Regions from separate parts of the Mus musculus genome. Here regions 1 and 3 are each linked to region 2. A link is a contact called in public promoter capture Hi-C data. All regions are on one chromosome and are shown on one strand. The core of a region is the stretch at or near the end of the contact, and the rest is flanking DNA. Distances in the headings are between cores, read along the strand shown. Region 1 holds the start of Tcaf1 (TRPM8 channel-associated factor 1). Region 2 holds the start of Ephb6 (Eph receptor B6). Region 3 holds the start of Nobox (NOBOX oogenesis homeobox).

Evidence for each region. Promoter capture Hi-C pulls out the DNA fragments that hold promoters and counts their contacts.
Region 1: a promoter capture Hi-C map of hippocampal neurons shows a contact between it and region 2, with 7 times the contacts expected there. The contact joins the promoter of Tcaf1 here to the promoter of Ephb6 in region 2. A contact is called at or near these places in 6 of 39 promoter capture datasets (the 3T3-L1 cell line, cranial neural crest, frontonasal cranial neural crest and 2 more) and 2 of 115 datasets of contacts at active chromatin or transcription factors (astrocytes and forebrain).
Region 3: a contact with region 2 is called in a promoter capture Hi-C map of hippocampal neurons, with 3 times the contacts expected there. The contact joins the promoter of Nobox here to the promoter of Ephb6 in region 2. A contact is called at or near these places in 3 of 39 promoter capture datasets (the 3T3-L1 cell line, hippocampal neurons and liver), 1 of 484 Hi-C or Micro-C datasets (cerebral cortex) and 2 of 115 datasets of contacts at active chromatin or transcription factors (astrocytes and pancreatic cancer cells).

Annotation. Positions count from the first base shown.
Region 1 is chr6:42,708,142-42,712,455 of GRCm38.p6, reverse strand. It overlaps Tcaf1 (TRPM8 channel-associated factor 1), which reads left to right and starts at 2,341. Exons shown (of 9, transcript NM_001355769.1): 1 at 2,341-2,497.
Region 2 is chr6:41,602,197-41,606,766 of GRCm38.p6, reverse strand. It overlaps Ephb6 (Eph receptor B6), which reads right to left and starts at 1,256. Exons shown (of 18, transcript NM_001146351.2): 1 at 947-1,256. Gm27549 (a small nuclear RNA gene) reads left to right here and starts at 4,462; the gene lies at 4,462-4,523.
Region 3 is chr6:43,306,872-43,311,660 of GRCm38.p6, reverse strand. Nobox (NOBOX oogenesis homeobox) reads left to right here and starts at 2,107. Exons shown (of 9, transcript NM_130869.3): 1 at 2,107-2,171; 2 at 3,988-4,278; 3 at 4,379-4,486. The coding sequence starts at 2,135.

The DNA.
Region 1 (4,314 bases), core at 1,092-3,591, 1.1 Mb before region 2:
GATGACAATGAAACGTAGGTGCTTGCATGTGTGTGTGTATGTGTGTGTGTGTCTGTGTGTGTCTGTGTGTGTCTGTGTGTGTCTGTGTGTGTCTGTGTGTGTGTGTGTGTGTGTGTTGGTGGAGGCCAAAGGGTAACTTGGGTATACATTTTCAGGAGCCATCTATCTTAGCTTTGTTGTTGTTGTTGTTGTTGTTGTTGTTTTGTTTTTAGACAGTGGCTCAAAGCTCACTAAGTAGATTAGGTTGATTGTCAATTAACCCACAGGAATTCAGTCCCTGCCTCCTTAGCACTGGGATTGCAGATTACAAGCCTATGTCACTACACCCAGCCTTTTACTTGGGCTCAAACCCAGCCCCTCATGCTTGTGTGGCAAACAGACTGACCTAGATCCTCTTCTCCCTAGCCTACAGATCACTGGAAAGCCACCCCCTCCCTCCCTCCATCCCTTCCTCCACCCCATTTTCAGCATCTTGGGGGTTGCACAGATACATTGTCAGTGCACAGAGCTCCTTCCCACTCAGTATGGAGAAAGCACAGGTTATATTGCCCTTCGCCGCTGAGGTCCTTGTTACAACTCATCCTCTCCCAGCTCCTGCTTCTGCTCTTCTTCTGAGTGTTACATGCTCTTTTCTAAGAAGTGCAGGCCTCTGGAGAAAAAGAGGGAAGAGGAGGGCCTGGGAATTCTTGAGGACTTTTCTCACACATTATCACAGTGTGTTCCAATTCTTAAAGTAGCAGAATTTGAAGTGGTAATAAGTGGTTCTTGGAGACCAAGGCAAGTGTTCTGTTGATATGATCTTCCCACTACACATTCTGCCTATGGAACTGCACTATCTCAGGGAGGAAACTTAACAATGCAGGGGAGAAAAGAGGACTGAATGGAATGAGAGACGTGGCCTCAAAAAAGAGGTCAAAAAAGAAAGGCCCGCTAGAATTGGGGTAGAACAGGATCAGGCTACCCGTCAGTCATGTTACAACTGAAGCACACTGTGACAATGTGTGAGAAAGGTCTCCTCAAATTCTCAGAGGCTGTCAGAAATATGCTGGGAGCCTGGTACTGGCTCCCCTCTTTTATCTTTTGCTCCAGGACCCAGCACTACTTGGCAAAGAACATGTAAGTAACATGTAAGTCGGAAGAAGGATGAGCATATGGGCTAGATGTCGATGGAGCTGTGCAAAGACCCCCAGAGAATGATTTGATTTTGAGTTAGGTACCAGTGAGCTGAGCTGAAGGTCAGTGATGAAGGGACCCACATTACAAAGAGGATGTCCTAGTTACAACAGAGTGAACTCAATCAATGTGACAGTACGATGCAATCACCCATGTCTGGAATTACCTGCCCTCTTTCAGGTTAAAGCAGACATTTGCACGATCTTTGTCACATGTAGTCGTAGAGTCCTATTTTAACCCTGATAGAGACAAGTATCACAGAACAGGGCAAAAACATCCTAACATACCTTCGGGGGAAGACACACGACCCCATAGAAACCATATATCATTCTAGAGCATGTTAGGATGCAATGTTACAGGACCAAGAAGTTGTGATCTGGATGGAATTAGGCTTGCTAGTTACCTGACCCTGAGCTGAGAAGTCATTTGGATAGAACCACTGGAATGGATACCAGGGTCCCCTAAGGAACTGAGGGCATCAGAAAGCTGAGAAGATGCCATAGCAGAAGTATAGGGTGGAGTGATGAGGCCACTGCCTCTGCAGACAGGGCAAGTCCCTGAGCAGGCAAAGTCAGATCATTTGAGGCCTACTCTGGAATCTGGAGAAGGGAGGAAAGCAAATCCTCCCATTGATTTTCCCAGCTTTACCCAGTGGAACCTGTGCCAGGCTTCTGATGTACAGAACTGTAAGATGTCGGAAGGGTGTGGCTTAATTCACCTCCTTGTCTGGCAATTTGTTGTAGCCGCCACTATTCACTCATACTTCCAGTTTATGAAACTAAGGAAGATGCAACAGCTTCAAACTCCAGATGTTTGGGATATAACAAAGTGTAGACACACTCTCTTCTACCAAAACTTGACTTTTTCATTAAATTTAATATAGGACCCATAGCTTTAATTCTTCTCTTAATATAATTGTGTATAATTTCTGATAAAAGCTCTCTTGTTTTATCAATGTCTTATTTGTTCACAGTGTTAAGCTGTATGTATGTATGTATGTATGTATGTATGTATGTATGTATGTATGTATGTGTTTTAGAAATTGGCCAGCTGCACATCCAAGCCTTGGAGCAGAAATTGACATAAAGGAGAGCCTCTAAGGTCTGGGGGCAGAGAGCGGAGCACCGCCCACATCCCCGTGTAGCCAATCAGTTCTCAGGACGGCCCATTGCTTGCTCCCCCTTCTCTGCCAGTGACTTTCCACGTCCCCCATCCACTGGTCCACCGCCTATTCCCTTGCAGGCCTGAAGCTTCTTCCCCTTGGGTAGCTTCCTCCTTTGCTGTTGTGCCTCCGAATCAGCACTTCAGGGAACAGCGACGCAGAGTGAGTCTGGCTCCGCGATAGGGTCTGCACCAGGAGAGGCCTGCGATGACAAAGGCCACTGCCAGAAGGGTGGGGTGCTTCGCGGGGAAGGGGGCAGGAGGTGGCGAGTGCCTGGGGCTGCGTGGGGGGCTGGTGTGGGCAACTCGGGCGTGCGGAGGTGGCTGATGCATTCCACATTGAGACCTTCCTCTCTGTCTCTTTCTGAGCTTTCCGCTGCTTTAGATATCTCCTTCAGTCTTCCTGCATTGTTATCCCTTCGCCAGCCAGGAACCCCCTCCCAGCCGTTTCCCATTTCCTTATTGAGTGGTTTGTGTTCAGCAGGGAGCCTTTGGGATTTGATGAAAGGAACCTCAGAGGTTGCGGAAGGAGACTCCACACAGAATTCTTTAAGGGCCACAGTCCCTGCTTAGCCTCCTTTACCCGCCCCCAGGTAAAAGTCCTCTCCATGTCCTTTAAGCACCCAGGGGCCTGGAGTATATTTGCTCTGAGAGGTGGGTGGGAGGATGTGGGCAGGGTGCTGCTGAAATGGGTGTGGGGCTTCTGGAGAACGCAGGTCTGGACCGCCTTCGGCCTGCAGCAGCAGGGGCTTAGATTATCCAGTTGGCAGATACACAACCCCCCACCCCCCGCAGGCCTTCTGGGTTGGCCCAACCTGAAATGAAGGACAAAAATGGAAGAGGGGGAAAAAGGATCTTGCCAATTAGACAATCGTGGAAACGTGGAGGAAGAATCTCTTAAAGAGATGAACCAATGTCTCTTGTCTATGGGCTGACCCGCTAACCATTTGTCCATTCTCCAAAGGATTTGCAAAGTGATTGCGTTTCAGCTAGCTCTTCACTCTGTTTTGCGTTGCTTTAAAGACTTAAGAATAAAATGAATGCTTATCATTCCAAAGTGGTCTAATCTACAAGATAGTGAAATAAACGCTTGGCCGTCTTGTAAGTAAAAAAATAAGGCTTGAATACCATAATGGAGGGTCTCATTTCTGCCCTTCCCTGCCTGAGACTTGGCATCCTTCGCGATTTTCCTTTCAACTACGCCGTTTTCATAGTTCTACTCTTATGTGTAAAACATACATGGGTTGCTTTATGATTTTGTCATGCTTTCATTCATGAATATTATCCTGTATATTCTTATAGCTCTAGGATTAATCCTTGCTTATACTTCCTTCATTTTTATTTCTAATTGGTTTAATACCCTATAGTTATTCTACCATTGAGCATTTAGGTTTCTCACTTGGGGAAATGTATTCATTTTTTTTAATGTGACAAGCTATCCCAACACATAACAGTATAAGATCAATAATAAACAACTACAAAGCCACTTCTAATATTTCTTTACCACCTGCCAGTTTCTGTGGATCTAGACTGGAGTCTCTGGAGGTTCTCACACACTGTAGTAAAGGGGTATTGGCTCAGCCTGACTCAAGGGTCATTGGAACTAACACAGGACTGTTGTAAACTTGGGATCTCCCTGATTTGGGCCAGGCATGTCTTTCTCTGCAGTGAGGGCCTCATTACAAAGGCTTGCTGTGACATAAGTTTTTGCTCCTTCTACCCCAACCCTAGAGTGAGGGTTTGCCAAAAGAGAGAGAAGAACCATATTACCCTTTTCTTCTCTAATCTCAAAAATGGCATCTATTTTTGTCACTTCCATTCTTTAGAAGTGATTGACCCTCCCACCCCCACCCTATATATACACTCAAGGGGTGGATTTCACATGAGAATGGACACCTGCAGACAAACATTAAAATGACTACCTACCATGGCAACCACATAATGTCCTTTAACACCCATGACTATGTGTGCAAGTGCTTT
Region 2 (4,570 bases), core at 7-2,506:
CATTAGGTAGGTACACTGGGGCACTCATGGCAATCTTCCTTCAAGACAAAAGGCTCACAGCTTTCAAGGGTCCATAGTTGCTATGAGCAAGATTCAGTCCCTAAATGTCCTATTACTGGCTCAGCCTCCAAGGACTCTCAACAGCCCTACCAGTCACTCCCACTGGTCTCTCCTTTGAGAAGCATCATCTTCCCTTCCAGAGCCACCTGAGTCAAGTTCCCCTGATGGGTGGAGGGCCTGAGTTAACTGATTGGGAACAGGCTGGGCAGCACTTCTACATGGGCACTGCCAGGGATATTACAACATCAGCTATGCTGGTCCCCTGCCAGTTCCCCCAGGGATGGGAGGAGAGAGGGTGCCAGACGGCCAAGATCAGTGGGCAGGGGCAGAGGCAGGCTGGGCCAAGCACCCAGATGCATAGAGGGGGTGGAGCTGGGGCAGGAGCAAGCAGGATACTTTGTTTGCCACTGGAGGGGGCGTGCTTACGGTTGGGGCTCAAATTCCAAGCCTCTATTTCCAGGCTTAAGGGGGCTGTAGATGTCGATTGCCCCTTGCCCCTGCCAGCTCCACCCTGCAGCGAGGGGATTGGAGAGATGCCACAGGAGTCAGAGGCATGGACAAACCTTTTCTGAATGCTGGGAGCCTGACCTTTGTGAGGTTACCCCCCTCCCCACACACACACACCAAGTCACAGGCACAGGAGGGTCGATGGAAACGTGATGGAAGAATTTTAATACCCAGGACACACAGAATAAAGAGCATGGATGAAGGGGCAGTCTCTCAGAAACCTACTCTCGCCTTGGAGAGCTATACCCAGTACTCCCCCATAAAAGACCCCCATCCAGGGTGTGCATAGGCCCAGGCTAGAGAGATCCTCTACTTTGCAAACCTTAATCCCTTACTCTCCAGACACAGTACCCTCCGACCTCCCAAATCCCGGGCTCACCTTCCCGCCGGCCTCCAGCTCTGCAGGTCTGCGCCCCCCGAGGCCCCCGCGGTGGATCTGCACCTCGCAGATCTTTCCTAGCGTCGCGCGTGTCCTCTCTGGTCTGGGGACCTCGCTTCCCAGGGGCCCGCGTCTGCTCGCAGCTTAGAGTCTCTGGGATTCTGGGAGAGGACCCAAGGCTGCAAGCAGGGACTGCTCCCTAGGCGGGGCCCTGGGGAATCGTGCGGGGGCCGGTGTCACGATCGGAGTCGCTGAGCTGTGGTCTCGGGTTCGGACGCCCGCTGCTCCCCAGCGCTAGCTGGGCGAACGCAGCCGGGCCCGCCCCCTCTCGTCTCTCCCAGCCTGGCCCGCCCCTCTCCAGCCCCTTCAGCCGCTCTCGCTCTCCTCTTCCGGGAGCCGAGCCCGCCCTCTGGGCCTAGGACCCAAGTGCGCGGCGCCGGATCCCCAGCGGGGCGTGCAGTGGAGACGCTGGGCGCGCCTTGGGCCCGCCCGTGTGCCGAGGAGGGTCGGCCTCCTCCCGCAGGTCCTGGCGGGCGGAGGGGACGTGGGCAGGAGGACCGCACGAGTTAGGGTCCGGGAGGAGGCGGCCAGTGGGCGCCGCTGCGAGGCGTGTTTAAAACCCTGTAGCTCGCGCCCGAGCATCAGCGGAGCAAAGCGCTACTGGCTGGCAGCTGATGGCCAGGCTGAAGCCCAGGCGCTGCGCCTATGGCTCCTCCCTTTCTCTTCTTTAACTCTAGGAACTAAACCAGTGGGGCTTCTACTCTGGATTGAACTGAGGTGGGCGTGAGCAGAAAAAAGAAAAAAGAAAAAAAAAAAAAAAAAAAGGAGGAGGTGGAAGGAGAAACAAGTCTTGGGAGCACGGGAGGGCAGAACAACCAGAGACAGTGCAAGCGTCTGGGAAGGAAAAGGTCCCTGTGCTAGCTTCAGACTTGTATCTGTTTCTGTGCCTTGAATCTGGGTCAGCGATGGGGCCTCTGAATTGAACCTTCAACCGCCTCAAAGGCAGGGAAGCCTGGGGCGGAGTCCGGGAAGTCCGATGTCTGTGCCTGGCGCAGACCTGGCTTGGACAAGTCGCTGCACCCAGTCTAGGTGCCACCTCCCTGGCGCGCGCTCCGCAGAGTACCATCCCACAGTGATGAGAGGCCGTAGAAGGTCCACTCAGTCGGTACCTGGATGCAGGGGCGGAACAGAGCGAGCTTGCTACTAGGGAGAAGAGTTTCTACCCAGCCCTAACCATTTCTAAACTAGAGTACTGGTTTGTGGGGGTCTATTGTTTAGGTCCCGCGGAGCAGGGCTGCAGCCTTCGCACGAAGTGTTGCTACCACCTGCTGGTTCTTTGAGGGAGAACAGGTATCCTGTGAAATCTGCACACCCCTTCGCCCCTATTACCCTGTCCCATCTTATACCCCCTTTCACTTATTCAAAGGCATCCTTATGAAAGTACTAGCTAGCTGCTTATGGGCTGATCATAACTGGTACTTAAAGAACATTTAGAAACCAATGAAAATTGTGAAAGAGACTATGAGCCAACATGCACAAGAAACCAAACAATGAAACTCCTTGAGGTACTGCGAGAGAAACAGTCGTTAATGAATTGGCTGAATGAGTGATAGAAAGATAAAGACAAATAACGAGTCCCTACTTGGACAGGAGGTTGTTCGCTCATAATATCGAGGATCAATTAATAAGCCTGATTAAGTTTAATGACCTGCATTTGGACCTCATTAAAACTTCAATTACACTGGTGTGCCTATAACTCGTATTTCTTCCATTTGTTTCTAAGCTTTCTGATAAAGAGCTTTCTTTATTTGTGGTTAACTGTTTCCAATGCTTTCAACGACTGAAAAAAGGGGGGAGGCTGATCTTGCAACATCTTCATTATTAGACAATTCTACCATGTATCTATCATCACATCTATCTGGGCATCTATGTATTTCCTGTTACCATCTGGAATGCTGTTGGTGCTCTCATTAAACATATACCCTGTACCTCCAGCCTTTCCTACATGCCTGGAAACTTTAAAAAGTAAGAAAGTACATAAAGCATGTTTAAACATAGTCACAAAACCAAAATATAGATATTTCTTTATGAAGCCCAGAAATTCTAGCAAAACTTTGCATTGTGATTACAATAAAATCTTTGTTTTCTTTTTATTGTATGACATATTACAAATTCTGTTTCTATTAATTTAGACTTATGTAATCAGTCAATTTTTTTCTTGCTAAGAAAACATGAATGTGTCTGGTTTTCAAAAAAAACACTATTGTATCCAGGATGCATAGAAGATTCAATTTATTATTACAATTAGCCTTATATCCTAATCTACATGATTTCAAACCAAGTTTTTATATTTTATTTTATTGTGTATCAGTGTTTTGCCTGGATGTATGTATACACACTTGCTGAGTCCTGCCCAGGCAGGGAAGGGAAGGGAAAGGAAGACATCACAAGGTTCCTGCTGTAGCAGCCAACAGGGAGTGGGCCTCCATTAGTGTTGATGGTTGCTAGGTGTAAGGCTTGTTTGGACAGTATAATAATACATATATTTAACTTTATATATATCTATATAAAGTTGTATACTATATAGTATTTACATATATATGTACACACATATATATTCACATATACACACATATGTATACATATATAAATGTATATATATATATATATATATACACACACACATACATAATATATATATATATATGCTCCCCCACCAGGGGGAAAGTCTTTTCTGCCAAGGTTAATGATTCCATGATAATTAAGAACAGAACGATCCTAGGAAATGAGAATTTGTCTCTGTGACACTGAGACTTTCAAGACAGACCTTAAGGCTATGGCAAAGAACTCTGAAAAATGGGTTCAAGAGTGTATAATTTTGCACCTATGCAAAATATAAGGATGTAACATGAATTTATGAGGGCCTTCATGAACCTAAAAGAACAGAGGTAGCCGGTTTGTCAGACGGATATTTTGTTGTTTGTTGTTGTTGTTGTTGTTGTTGTTGTTTTTGAGACAGGGTTTCTCTGAGCAGCCCTAACAGAAGAATATTAAGGAGATAAAGAGACTAAGGGAAAGGTGACCTCAGGCCAAGATCCCACCCAGATAAACTTAGTGTTTATGCTTACAAAAGCAGATAGAATTCTGAGTTCAAGGTCAGCCTGGAATAGAGCAGCTTTAGGTCCAGGAATGGTGAGAGTGGTGATCTTGGGATCCACTCAGCTAGCTTATTATTTATGTTTACAAAGGCACACAGATTTCTGAATTCATTTGCTATGTTAAAAACAATGTATTTGCTGTTATATTTCAAGAATCAAGGGGCTAAGGTCATAAAATGCTGATTCATGGGATAATCAAAAGGGAACCTAGGGCAAATGACTGAATTGATATATACATCAAAGACTAGTCTTTGGTCTATAAAAGATGAACTGTCTGGAAAGCTATTGTAGTTCCTGTTTGAAATTTGTCTGGGAAGTTTTCTGACTTTGTTTGGAAAACCAAAAAACTAATTAGAGAGCTAACAGAGCTCTTGTAGAATTTTCCTAGCAAGTTTTCTGACTTTGGTCAGAAAACACAAGAATTTTTTTTTTAGCACTCTTTCTGACTTGGGTCAGAAAATAAATG
Region 3 (4,789 bases), core at 858-3,357, 1.7 Mb before region 2:
ATGGTTTTTATTGAATGTGATAGGTTAATCGATTTAAGAAATTATATCCTGCTTCTCACTACAAGGAAACATCATAGGAGAGGGAAAAGCTGATGTCTTTGTCCCATATGGGCCACCATCCATGTTTATTCCCAAGAAGTGTGCTTTTGCTTTGCTCAGCAGTGCTGAAACAAAAACAGAAAAAAGAAAAGAAACAAGCAAGCAAACAAATGACCCCAGAGCCTTGATATGCTAAACACGGTACCTCTGAGGTCTACCCCAAGGCCTTCCTTGGGAAGCTTCGGGACTTTACTTTTCAAAAGTCTAAAAGTGCCTTAGTTTGTGAGGCCTAGTAAACCCCCTAAGGTTCTTGGTAAAGTGTGTGTTTGGGGTCCCTCCGTGAACTTAGTAGTAATTAAGGTTTCAGAGGAGGAGACCTGCAAGGTGCATTTTAAACAAATTCATTACAAAATCCTAGTCTATGGCTGGGTATCAGAATAATTCCAAAACCATTCGATCAACGTGCTCTGAACACCTGGGTGTGGAACACAGAGAGTCAGCCTCAAGAAGGCCCTTACATCAAGGTTGAGGCCTTGCGTGCTGTGTGGATTTTTAGGTAGGCTGTGACATGGTAAGCCACACAGCTTCAGCAAAGGGGTCAGCACTTCTAAGAAGTGGTTCCTGCTGCTCCAGGTCCCCTTGCCTGCCCCCTACTCAATGGACAGTGACCATATAGTACTGACATGGCCCATTCCACTGAGCTACTGTCAGAATCTGTGACTTCCAATAAGCTGCTGTGGGGAAGGCAGGCATTTCCCCCCCCCCTCCGCCCTAGTTTCTGGTACACAGTAGTTGTCCTTTAAATGATTACACTAGAAAACCATAATGTTCCAGCCACAACCAAATGATGCTGGGTTTCCCATAGAGAACAGCTTCACTGGGCCCACACCCTGCTGGCCTTACAGAACGCTGCAGATATTCTAGCCCAGAAACTGGATTTTGAGCCTAAAATTCTCTTTAAAGAGTTGGGGGGTGGGGGGTGGGGGTGGCTCATGCCATCGTCCTAAGACTATGGGGTCAAGGGATACCTTTCAGGAGTTGGTTCTCTCCAACATTTCACTGGGGGCTGAACTCAGGTTTGTAAAACAAGCGCATTTTTTTTTTTTTAATTTTTACCACCGAGCCATCTCACTGGCCTTTAGTTAATTTAGAGCTTTATGTTGCAGAAATAACTAAGACTCCTACTCCTGTCAGAAGTCTCTCAAAAATGATCTTTAGACACAGGAAAATGTCCCGGTAGCTGATTGTTTAATATGGCAGGAAAAAAATGCCTGGTGTCCAGAACCTTGGAAGTAACTAAAATCAAAACACGTGAGCCCGGGTTAGAAGCGGCTCTTCCTCCCCCAGCTTGCCGCAGCTGTTTCAATCTGGCCAACACTCACATTCCTCACCCCCCTCCCACTCCACTCCGGTTGAAGAAGAAGTAAGAACTGTATAATTTTGCTATCTTTTTTCCTAACAGAAATAAACATTCCATGAACCAGGAGTCTCTCTTATCCTGGTTCAATATCCAGAAAGCTGATATTCAATGGGCAAGCCTAATAAGAAAACCTGGACTCGCTTGAACCTCGTCTATACTTGCAAACTTGTGCGGGATCCGAGAGGTTTAGTCTCCTCCAGGCCTGGGGTACTTTCAACTCCATTCCTGTCTTTGCCCCTGGATCTGTATGTTAAGGCTACTCAAGTCAGTTAGGACTTTGAGGCACAAGAATCCTTGAAGCAAGCAGTAGCTAGGACAGGCTCATATTCAAGGGTCAAGAGGGGAGCCACAACCATGTCCGTTCACTGCGTGCTAGGATGTGGGTTAGCCTGGGATCCCCCCTTCCATTGCTGTTCTGCTCCTGCCCCGACTTTGGGGAGGTGTCTTTGACCAGTATCTGGTACCCTTGGCTCACAGGGAACTGCAGGATGGCTCTCCCAGCCCCCACCCCAGGTGTGCGGTGCCTCGCCCTGGGGGTGGAGTTGGGGGGCGCCAGCTCCGCTGCGGCTGCGCTGCATGACCTGTGCAGACTCCACACACCTGGCCACCCCACGGACTTCATTAAAGCCGCGCGCCTGTGGTACCAGGGCGAGCTCAGGAGAGGGAGCCTGGGCCATGGAACCTACGGAGAAGCTCTGCAAGAAAATGCAGGGTGAGCACCCATTGGGGATTGGCCTTAGTGAGGACGGTTTGCTGAGCCTGTGAGGGCTGCTGCTCACTGGGCCAGCCTCGAGAGCATGTTTAGGTCTGTGGGTAATGGGAAAGGGGGGTCACCTAACCACATCCTTCTGGTGAGGGATCATCTCCGGTGTGCTGGGGATAAAGAACCGCTCTAACCTAGCTTCTCCCACTCTTCGCCCCTTTCACTACGGTACATTAGTGGAATAAGGTCCATGTTTGTGGAGTGCCTACTCCGTACCATGCTTATTACTGTGCTACATGTTAATCACCGTTATGAAACTTTTTGTTTGTTTGTTTGTTTGTTTGTTTGTTTGTTTTTTGAGACAGGGTTTCTCTGTATAGCCCTGGCTGTCCTGGAACTCACTTTGTAGACCGCCTGCCTCTGCCTCCCAAGTGCTGGGATTAAAGGTGTTTGTCCCAGCGACCCTTGACACCATTACTGCCTTCACCCTCTGGTTGCACCCCGCCTCCACCTCTCTGACAGGGTTCTACGGTGTATATAGAATCATCTGGAAAAGGCGCCTGGGCCAGGACTTGCCCCCAGCTTTATCTATTATTAGAAAGTTTTTTTAGAGGTATAGTCAAAGGCTTCAGTTACCGTTTACTTACACAGTTTCTGGTTTCGTTGGAAATGACAGCAACTCCCTGAGGTGAATTTTCTTTTGTGATAAGTACTTGAAGTAACTAGGAGAAGCGTTTGGATTCCAGGAGGTGGCTGAGAGTAGACTGAGCCCCTGGACCGAATCCCTGTGTGATCTTGGGTTGATTATTTAAAGCCTACCCGCATTTCTTCACCTAGGGGGAAGTACATGGGGGTGAGGGGGAGGTCAAATGGGTTCTGTGCTCCACTGCAAGCCCATCTCTAAGAGTTGCCTAAGCGGCGGGGAGGGCGAGCTTCGCAGCTGGTTGGAGGGTTTTTTCCTTCCAGATGAGGGCTTCCTCACCTGCAGAAGAGTGGGACTGGGCGGAAGGAAGGAGAGGAGGGAGGAACCAGAACACGTGGATTGAGGGCTAGGAGGGGGAAAGGATTGGGGAAGGTAAAGCCTCCATCATTCATTCATGTGATTCCCCCTCTGATGGCCTCTGCCGCTCGTGCCTGGGCTCTGGAAGATCCAGGGCCCTGCTTTATCTCCTCTGCAACCCACAGTGCCTTGCTTCCCTTCTGAAACCAGGGCTAGTCTGAGGAAAGCCAGGATGGCAGTCTGCCTGCTTCTCTCTTCCTATTCACCCCTCCCCAATGGTTGTCTATTAGAAATATCAAACAGATGCTTGTCGCCTGAGCCTGCACCTCTGATGTCTGGGGAAATTTGAGAAAATGTATACACAGCTTTCCACTGTTCTCACATTAAGACTCCGCAGAGGTGCAGTCGTTGCTTACATTTGGATTATTTAATCCAGTGATTCACACCTTGTGGATCATGACCCCTTTAGAGGTGTCAAATGACCCTTTCACAAGGATGGCCTGAGGCCACAGGAAAACACAGATATTTACATAATGACTCATGACAGTAGCAAAATTACAGCTACAAAATAGAAACAAAAATACTTTTATGATTGGGGGTCACCACAACATGAGGAACTGTACTAAAGGGTCAGAGCATTGGTAAGGTTGGGAACCACTTATCTAACTCATCCTTCCAACGGCCCAGTTAAGAACGGAAGCCTGGCATTCAGGCCTCATTTGGTAGACAGGCAAAGGAATTTTTGGGTTCTAACAACATATCAGCTACAGGGAGGAAGGGGTTCTGCCACCTAGCGCTGAAGCCAGTGGCTGCTGCTCTCCACAGGCCAGGAAGCTGGTGACAAGCCCAGGACTGCTGCACTGGAGACAGAGGGACCACTGCAGGATTCTGCCCTGCCCATCCAGGATGATCAAGACAAGCAGTCCTCACTCCCCAGGGCTAGCTTGGGGAAGAGGCCACTGTCGAAGACCTCTGAGGAGTTAATGGATGCTGGCACGTGCAGAGTGCACAAAGCCCCCACAGCAGCCGCATGTGGTCCCCAATCCGAGGAAGAAGGTTGTTCTCCCCCAGAGAGAAAGGCAGAATCGCTGAAGCCATCCATTTCTGCAGTCCCTGGTAAGCCCAGAAAGCTGCCCCCGCCACAGGCTTGGCATTAACAGCTTTCATGGTGTAGCTCAGTTGGGTGCTATTCACAAACCTATGCTTTCTGAGTCAGGCCAAGCCACCGCCGGTTCCCTCAACTCTCATGAAGGGGACCTGAAGAAAGAATCCCTAGAAGTGACCTGTCAATTTCGGAAAAAGACCCGAACCCTGTACCGCTCAGGTTAGTCCTCTGAGGTGGAGGGAAGAGTATATATAATCTATGCAAACATTATGACCCAAGGAGATGTTGGAGGGTGCAGTCAGTCACTTTGCCCTGAATGTTTCTCTTTGTCTATGGCAATGTCAATACTTTTGACCCCTGAAGGGAAGACCAGGCAGGCTATCTTGTCTTAGACCAGGATAGAAGATTCAGAAATTTATATATCACATTATACATGGGAGAAGGCCTGGCTCTTGGGTTGGGGCCAATGGCCTTATCTGCTGCAGATGCACAAAGAGCATCTCCTTTCTCCTCTCCTGCTAT